Linked DNA regions of Mus musculus: region 2 is linked to region 1. Evidence: chromatin contacts called from public Hi-C data. All regions are on one chromosome and are shown on one strand. The core of a region is the stretch at or near the end of the contact, and the rest is flanking DNA. Distances in the headings are between cores, read along the strand shown.

Region 1 (4,520 bases), core at 1,019-3,518:
TGGTGCCCTGTGATGATTGAATTATCGCTAGGACAAAGAAGTTAGTTAACCGAAGCATCTATAAAACCAATTAAAACATATAACCCTGGTTAAGTGAAATCTCACTCAGTAAACATACAAAGTGCAAAGTTGTTTGCTTTCTTTAATAATTATTAAAACTTTATGGACAAAGAAATAATCATGGCTCTTTCTAGAAAATTCCTTTCAACCGACATGTACATATTATGGAAATACATGCAGATTAGTCTGTTCTTTGGGTATTGATATTCACGTTCTATATTAAAGGCAGAAGTGAACCGTTTTCAAGATACCAAAAGACTCCTTCAAGATTATTACAGAGCAATGGAATCCAAAATCCCTCTGGAAGACAGTAAGAAATTTACTCGGGTCCCATTGGTTCAGCTTGATGGTAAAGAAATTTCAGAAAGCCAGCTCAGGTAATGCAGATCACTATATTTGTTACAGTAGAATTGTTTTGAACATACAGCACAGAGTTTTTAAATTGTAAATCATGAGATAATAATAATATTATAGATAATAATGAGAATTCCCAAATATTCTAAAACACCGAACTTTTTCTAAAGACTTTGCTGTGACATTAACTTGAGGTAATATGATTGTTTATCTTGTTAGTAGTTAATATTTACTCTTTGGTTATAAAGGTATAGTTTGTTTTATGTCACTTTTCACAAGATTCTCCTCTGGGTATCAGCTTTGTATTGAGAAATACAGTTAGCTCCAAAAATCTCTAGTAAGGGATTAGGAATGTAAATGAGAGAACCTGATTGTTTATTTGTGTGTGTGTGTGTGTGTGTGTGTGTGAGAGAGAGAGAGAGAGAGAGAGAGAGAGAGAGAGAGAGAGAGAGAGAAGGAGGGAGGGAAGGAGAGAGCAAGAGAGAATGAGAGAGAGAGAGAGAGAGAATTATGTAAACAGAAATAGATAGGATTGCCATTCTTCTTTTACAGTCAAGGAAACTGAGAAATAGTAAAAGATCAGCAGTATATGATCATGACTCAGGAAACTGAAAGATATCAACCACTTAACATCAGATTGGTGCCAACAGAAAGGGGAACTTTTTGTAGGATAAAGACCAATTACATTTTTAGCCATATAAGTCATCTGAGGTCAGAGGAGGGAGGACAATAACTCAGACTCTGAGAGACTGGAGAAGATAGAGAAGATGGCATCACAAAGGGTGGGCAAGGGAAGTGATAGTGGTCCCCATGGTGTGTTTTCCAGCGATTAAACACTAAGATCTGGTTTAACTTTATTTATGTGACTTAAGACAACACACTTGAAAACAAAATTCAAAATCATTTAGGAGTAAATGTGTTATTTGGAAGTAAATTTTAAAATAATAAAAATTAAAATAGTATTTCCCGGTGATCACTCAGCACGGAATGAGAAAAGAGAAAATGTTCAGCATCAAGGTGAAGGTACTAGCAGAAGTTAGATTCCTAAAGCAATATGTAGACACTGAATGCTATGTCTGAATCTCCAGGATATGAGCTATGTATTTTATATTTAATGAAAGGACCTTTGCCTAGAACCTTGCTCAGTCAACATAAGTGTAAGAGTTGTATAAACACAATATAGCATGATGAATTTATTTTGAAACCAGATAGGTCTAGTTTAAATACTGAATCTGTCACTGACTAACTCTTACTGACTCTCTAAGTAGGATAAGAACTTGCTTGTCTGTCAAGCCACTGCAACTCAATGTAAGCCTCAATTTCCATTGTAGTAAAAGTGGGGTCCATGTGAGAATCACAGAAAATAGAATCAACAAGGTATATGGGACCATGTCTGGAAATTGGAACACTTAAAAATCTAGTCCCCAAACTCTCAACAAAGGATGGCTTCTTTTGTTATTGGATAATATACAATGGCCCACTCTTACATATATACAATATTTTAATTGTGAGTATTGCATATTCTCCATTTTTTTGTTTTCCCCTCACTTGTTCCAAAAATAACTTAAGAAGTCATTACTGCATTAGGTTATGCAATGACCTAAAGTCCATTTCTCCATGCTTATATCCTTCCATCTAATATTATCATATTTCTGTCAGACACATATATAATCTGTATACACAGAAGGTGAGCGTGCACCCTCTTCCTGTCCCAAGTTAATAGCATTGGGCAAGCTGCTAAAAAATACTTTGAAATCAAAACCAATAGTGAAGACCAGTGGCAGTAGGAACCATTAGAATCACCCAGAGAGACTGAGTTCAGTGTCTGGAGTGGCAGTGCATTCTGTTCTTAGTACATAAAAGCAAACCAGGCATAATGGGGAAGCTATTAATGCTGGCTTGTACAATAAGCCCATAGAAGAACAGGCAGTTCTTTTTTCTTTTCTCTTTTTTCTTTTTTTATTCACAGGAACTTTTTCCTGATCTTAACCTCAAATCACTGCTTTGACAAAACTTCTGGGATAGTCAGTCAGTCAGGACACCAACCAGCCCACCACCTAAGCAATCACACTCCATACATAATATGTAGAAAGGAACAGGGAAAGTGTTAAGCAGTTGCACATACTTTTTCTACCTCATTCCACCCAACAACCCTAAAATAACAATAATGGTAGCAATATCATATTTTCATAGTAACAGTTGTGTTTGTTGATAAAGGATTAGTCATGATGTCAACCGCAATAATGTCTTCGTATTTTTCCAACAAGTGAGGCTCAGAAATTCAAGTACCATTACTAATTTCATATCTCAAGATAGTGACAGAACTACCAGTACTACAGTGATTTTTTCCCCAAGAAATGAATTCTAAGCCCTTACTCATGAACAACTACCTACAATTTTAATAGAGAGCTACTATGTGTCCACGTTCATTCTTGTTCGCACATCCCTTTTCTGTTTTATTGATTAAATTTGGTTTTAGGCAGTGTTACATGCTCTGATTACTATCACTATCCATCTCTCAGCTCCCTCACACAGTAGTCATCCCTCCCTCCTGCCCGTGAGGAAGAGACTCACTGATGCTCAAAGTACTTCCAATACGTGAGCACTCAACCCTAAACATGACATTTCTACCACACCATCCAAGTCCCAGGGAATACTACAGAAGGACTGAGAGGAAAGAATGAAAGAGACAGGAGATAAAGAAGGTACAAAATGCTACCATCAGGACATGATGTACCATTGCAAACACAAGCCCACAGGAGCTGCATTTGCCTGTACTATGTCTGAACAAGACAAGGCCTGTCGACACCCAGTCATGGGTAGGGGACGAGCTCATATCGCCTTACCTTTTTTGCTGAGCAATTGGCAATTGATAGATTATGGAGGAGGGACAGTCATTCTCTTAGACTCTTTGACAAGCAGTAAGCCTCTGAGCTCTTCCAAGTGAATAATTCAAAACCCATGGCCATACAGATAGATGATTCTGCTTGAACATCAGTGGGTCATAAATTCAAAATCTTTTTCTAGATGATAGGCCATGGCTACTGTCTCACACATCAAAGTGTTATGCTATGTAAAATGTCTGGAGATGATCACATATATGGTCTTATTGGAACTTGAATGGCTTTGAGTTAGCAGTAATTTGTTACTAAAATACAATTCAATGAGTGAATGTATTTTCAATGCATTACAGTTAGAGTTATTGTAGATCATAAGAGTTCCAAGTACTAGGTTATAGATACTATTCTACTTCTCTGAGAATATACCATGAATGACCAAAGCATAAAAGGAAAGCATTAAATTGGGGGCTTCATTACAGTTTTAGAGGGTTAGTCCATGACTATCCTCGTAGGAAGCAGCCTGGCATGGTGTTGGAAGAAGTAGCTGATTTATACCCTGATCTGCAGAAAACAAGCAGATGAAACAACCAGGCTTGACATGTGTTTTTTTGAAACCTCAAAGCCCACCTCCAGTGGCACACCTCCTACAACCAAGCCATAAATACTCCAACAACCGTATCCCAAACTCCTAATCCTTCTCAAACAGTTCACCAACTGAGGATTACACATTTGATTATATGAACCTATATTGAGAAGTCTCATTCAAACTTTCACACATTGTGAAAATCAGTCTGTTAAGTTCAAGAAATCTTATTTGATGCTTCCAAGCAAAAACAAGCTAGTTGTTCTCTGGAGTTCACAATCATCTTTCTAAACCACTGTTCCAGACTCCTGCTTCCTCACTCTATAAAAACAAATACTATTCTGGCTGCTGATTTTCACTCTCTGTTTAAAACATCAATCAAGTCATCTTTAGAGTTACTCTTTTTTTTTTCTTTTTCTCAATTCCTTCTCTACACTTAAGGCCCTTTGTATATTTTTGTCATCAGAGGATGACTCCAATTACAATGTCATCACCCCTGTTTACCAGCTCCAGTCCGATTTGTATTAGTTCCATTTTGCATGTCCGGATACCAAGTGACAGTGGCTGTCTTGAATGCGTTTCATCCGGTTTACTTTACCCTCACAGGAAGTATGTGCCCTGGGATATGACAAGAAGAGTCTCTCTTCATAATCACTGTTATCTAATACTCCCATTTTAATTAT
Region 2 (4,520 bases), core at 524-3,023, 240 kb before region 1:
TGTCTTCTGTAATCCCCTTCATGTGTTCACTGTATTAGAATACTGGGAATTATGATATGACTATCTTTGTATTCATTATTCTACATACCATGTAACTTTCAGTTAATTTTACAATTGGGGCATTTGTGATAGATTCCCAACCAATCTCACTACGAGTCACAGGCACTAGCCAAGTAAAGAACACATGAAGAAAAATAAAAGACATGAATCTTCATTTTCTGTTACAAAACACAACTTTCACCTAAATGCCTTCTCTAGAAAAATGTGTGGGAGTTTCATACTTACGCAGAACAGTAGAGTTCTGTAAGTTCAGGATGGAGTGTTTGAATGTTTATCTATCAGAGACTAGTTTTCTATCTCAGCCAGAACAGTAGTTCTGAACCTTAGCTGTACCCAGCGACAACCAGAAAAGCTTTACATCAATCTATAACCATAGTTTAAGCAGTTAAAACCTAGTAGTTAATAAGCACTTCTCAGTGTCTAGAACAGTTTTAAATCACTGTACTACAAAGGTAATGGTGAGAATCACTGTTCCATAAGCAAAGGCCTAGCTCACATATCTTTCCAGATTAGATGACATTTTTTCATATGTTTCTAAACTTTTTATTCAATTCAGAAGAATCACCAGAACAAATAACCCATAGTGATTTTAAAGCAGCCTCTATCATGTTTATTTTCTCAAATTCATCTACCTGACTAAGAGGCCTATTTCCTTTTGAGGCTCCATTCTAGATTTCATGTGTTCGCTTGTTTGTTGTATTTTCATATGTTAAATCAAATATAGCTACTTGCCTTAAACTTTTCACACTAGAAAGTTTCATAATTTTTTCTTGAACTATGCCAGTCGTTTCTTTAATTGCATCACCTGTAAAGAACTTTACAGAGAAATGAGAAGGGCGGTGGTGATTTTCCCTCTCATGGCATTCACTAAATTCATCTCTCTCTTTTTTTTTTCTGGTTTTAATGCCATGAGCACAGACACAGTGAACCCGTATGATCTTATTCTAACATCCATTCCAATACCCTTTTCAAAGTGTGGGGCCAAACCTGATTTCTAGGAGTCTTGCATAGTCAAGATTCTTGAATCCTTCTCAAGACTTACTGGACCCAGCATTCTGGGAGTGAGCTTGGAACTGTCTCTAATGGTTTCATTTAAACCCAGTTAAATCCCAATCTCTCTCTCTCTGTCTCAGTCTCAGTCTCTGAGTCTCTGTCTCAGTCTCTGTCTTGGTCTCATCACCCACCCTGCCCCTGCTGCCTCCAGCCTTGTAACTGTCAGGAACCCAGGAGCAGTCTCTGTTTTTGAATATTCACATCATTGAAATGTTAAATGAAAGAGCATTTTTGCTGTCTACTGGTTTTTATTGTTTTTAATATTAGTTAGTCAAGCCCTGCAGATAATTTTATGCATCAACTTAACTAAGCGTGGGTGTCCAGATTTGATATTATTTATTTATTTGGAAGTGTTTCCTCATAAAATCAGTGTTAGAATTGTGGTCTCAGTAAAATACACTAATATCCCCATTTTGGGGGGAATGTCATCTAACCTGTTGAACAAACATTGGGAGAGGGAGGCATTCACACATTCCTCCACATTCTTGGTTTATCTGCAACACTGCTTGAGCTGGAAACTGTATTTCATCATCTTCAAGCCTCAAGTTGGGATTTATTTCAACACATTTCCTGATTCTCAGGCCCAAAGTCTTGGCAAACTCTAATCCCATGAGATGTTCTGCTTTCCGATCCTGCACATAGCAGTCAGCATGGTTGCTCCATAACCCAGTGTGTCATCTGTGGTCAATCTCTGTTTCATTTGCTGGCTATTGTGTACTACATTTCTGTGTATATATGTAAATACAGACAGATACTCACATCCATTACACACTGACCTACTTGCAGATGTAGATTTATAGCTATGTATTCTACCAGTTCTGCTTTTCTAAAGTACCTTAATTTACACAAATCTTTGACTGTGCTCCTTCCACAGGGCAAGATTACACAGGGGAAGAGATTTGTATTGCATAGTATAGTGCCCAAATCTGAACAGGGTCAAATGCTCAGACAGATGAGTGAAATGACAGAATCCTGAGCACTGTAGACAGTAAACTGTAAGGCTTAGTTGTGTGAGAGGGGCTGCCAACAATATGATGCTCTGAGCTTGGCTGGGGGGTGGGGTGGGGGATAGTGAGCAGAATCCCAGAAGAACTGTTGTTACATCACAACAAACAAAATGAGAGCAAGCTGAAGGAAATCTCTAGGAATTGTGTAACTTTCTGCAAAGCTATGTTAAAGATTAGCTGAATTACTGAAAACAGTAAACCACCCAAAATACACAGCTAAAAATACATAGTTCAAATAGAGGCCTTCTAAAGAATAAAAATTAAAAAAAAAAAACAAATACAGTCTTAACAAAATAGCATGATTGTTATGGATTTTATGGTTTTTCAAATACTTTAATTATTAGGAAGATGTTTTAAACCATGCCAATGTGTTCTGTGGTCTGGGGTTAGAAATAAATACAGCCTGAAGCCAATTTTTCATGAAGCACATGCATGTTAAACAGAAAAATAGGACTGTGGAAATGGTGAAGGCTAATTACTGAAACTGATCAGTGATGGGTCTGGAAGCCTCAGAGTCACATCCTTGGTGGGCCATCTGCATCCTAGTGCATGGTTCCACAGTCAGGAGCATCCAGATAGCACAAATCGTAGTCAATGGGTACATGCAAAGCAAAGCAAAGCAAAGCAAAGCAAAGCAAAGCAAAGCAAAGCAAAGCAAAGCAAAGCAAAGCAAAGCAAAGCAAAGCAAAGCAAAGCAAAGCAAATGAATGAAGATAGAGAGATAGAAATAGGTCTGGAAGGATTTGGGAGAGGAGGTAAATATGACCAAGGTCTTCTGAATGAAGTTCTCAGAGGATTGGTAAAGACATTCTTGCAAAGAATGGAATAATATTCTTTTTCCACAAAAGAGAAGTGTTGAAATTTCAAAGAAAAATTAATGAGTTGTATTATTATTTTTTTATTAAGAAAGTGGTATTTATTTTAGCTATGTATGTTAACTATATATTAAGCTTTTTCATTACAAATATGAAATATCAATCTGTTTGGATGAAAATACAGCTTAAATAATAAACAGCAATAAGATCATTTTCTAAAACAATTGCACAATATTATTTGATAATTGTTGTAAGGTTACCTACTTCATTCAAAAAATAATGAATAATAAGATAAAATATTTTTACTTTGTATAACTAAATATCAGCATATTAAAATAGTAACGTTCCCATTTTGCTATTTTAATTGATTCACCTTATTTTCTTAGCTTCTTTCGCCCTTTTCCTGCTACCATTGTGATTATGAGCAGCCTCAATTGTGCTTGAGATTTTACATTCATTTTATTTATCAAATTATTTGTTTACCTTCTATAAGTTATGATTCAGAAGACATTTAATTACAGAGGCGGTAATGCTTACTATAATATACATGACACAGTATCATCAGAGATCTCCCTGGGGAGAGAAATTCTATGCCCAAGCATGTTTTATGCACATCTCTATTGGCAATCTTTCTCTCTGCTGTTTTGCCCTCTGAGGTAGCACTTGTATTCTACTTCCTCATGTGTGACAGAAATATTAGTGTGAGGAGTAATGGAGTCACTACATATTCACACGTAACATGTTGCTACCAAACGTCAAGCTCAAAACAATATACTTTTATTACCAGACCTTTGACAGCTGCTTGTTCTAAGCCAGAGAATAATAAGGTATGGCAGTCTAAAGAGTAGCTTGAAATGAATGAAGGACTTTGAAGATTTATGTGGTCTGCAGAGTTTTGGTTTTTGGTTTGTTTGTTTGTTTGTTTGTTTGTTTGTTTGTTTTTTTAAGGTCTTTTGTGGAGCGAAGTTCTCTATTCCTCATTAGGTGTTGCCTAGTTATTGTTCCTCTGAGCATCTTCCTAGGGTGCCTTCCAAGATGGAACTAGTGAATTGGAAAAGGGTGTATGGTGTGGTGTGGTGTAGTGTGGTGTGGTGTGTGTGTGTGTGTGTGTGTGTGTGTGTGTCTGATGTGTGTCAGGACAATGAAGCCACAGAGCACTTACTTCATTGAATCTCACAGCTGATGCACCTTTACTCCTGTCCTGTTATTTTGGTCACACAAACCAAGGTTGATACAGAGAAGACAACACTATGGTGAAAATGAGTAGTGAGACTGTTGGAACATGATTCCCATGGACATCACTTGAAAGTTTACCGTATCTTCATATTGTCCCTTGAAAGCAAGAGTTGTCACATGATCTTTTGATTTTTTCCTGACCCCAGCTGACACAGAACTGATGAGAATGGGATCGACCCTTTTAATTTTCTTCCACAGTTATAGAACCTTGGTTTAGAATAATAATAACAAGTGAACTCAGAAACTGTGAAGATAGGAAGAATATTATTTCAGAGAATTTTAGGAATTGCCATTTAAGTGTAAGTTCAGAGAACTGAATCCATTTCTGATGAAGGCCAATGTGGGAATT

Evidence for each region. Hi-C and Micro-C count contacts between places; a contact is called where the count stands out from the background.
Region 2: a contact with region 1 is called in a Hi-C map of bone marrow-derived macrophages, with 3 times the contacts expected there. The contact joins two enhancer-like sites. A contact is called at or near these places in 1 of 484 Hi-C or Micro-C datasets (bone marrow-derived macrophages) and 2 of 115 datasets of contacts at active chromatin or transcription factors (CD8 T cells and large pre-B cells).

What each region holds. Positions count from the first base shown.
Region 1 is chr15:9,626,404-9,630,923 of GRCm38.p6, reverse strand. Spef2 (sperm flagellar 2) reads left to right here. Exons shown (of 37, transcript NM_001305042.1): 25 at 286-437. Among named protein-coding and RNA genes, the nearest start is that of Il7r, 99 kb to the right of the region's middle. Within about 2 kb of position 2,268, at least 3 of the 459 cell types and tissues checked have an H3K27ac peak or open chromatin away from gene starts, as enhancers often do. A contact at or near this core is called in bone marrow-derived macrophages, where this site is marked.
Region 2 is chr15:9,862,199-9,866,718 of GRCm38.p6, reverse strand. No RefSeq gene overlaps it. Among named protein-coding and RNA genes, the nearest start is that of Spef2, 120 kb to the right of the region's middle. Within about 2 kb of position 1,773, at least 33 of the 459 cell types and tissues checked have an H3K27ac peak or open chromatin away from gene starts, as enhancers often do. A contact at or near this core is called in bone marrow-derived macrophages, where this site is marked.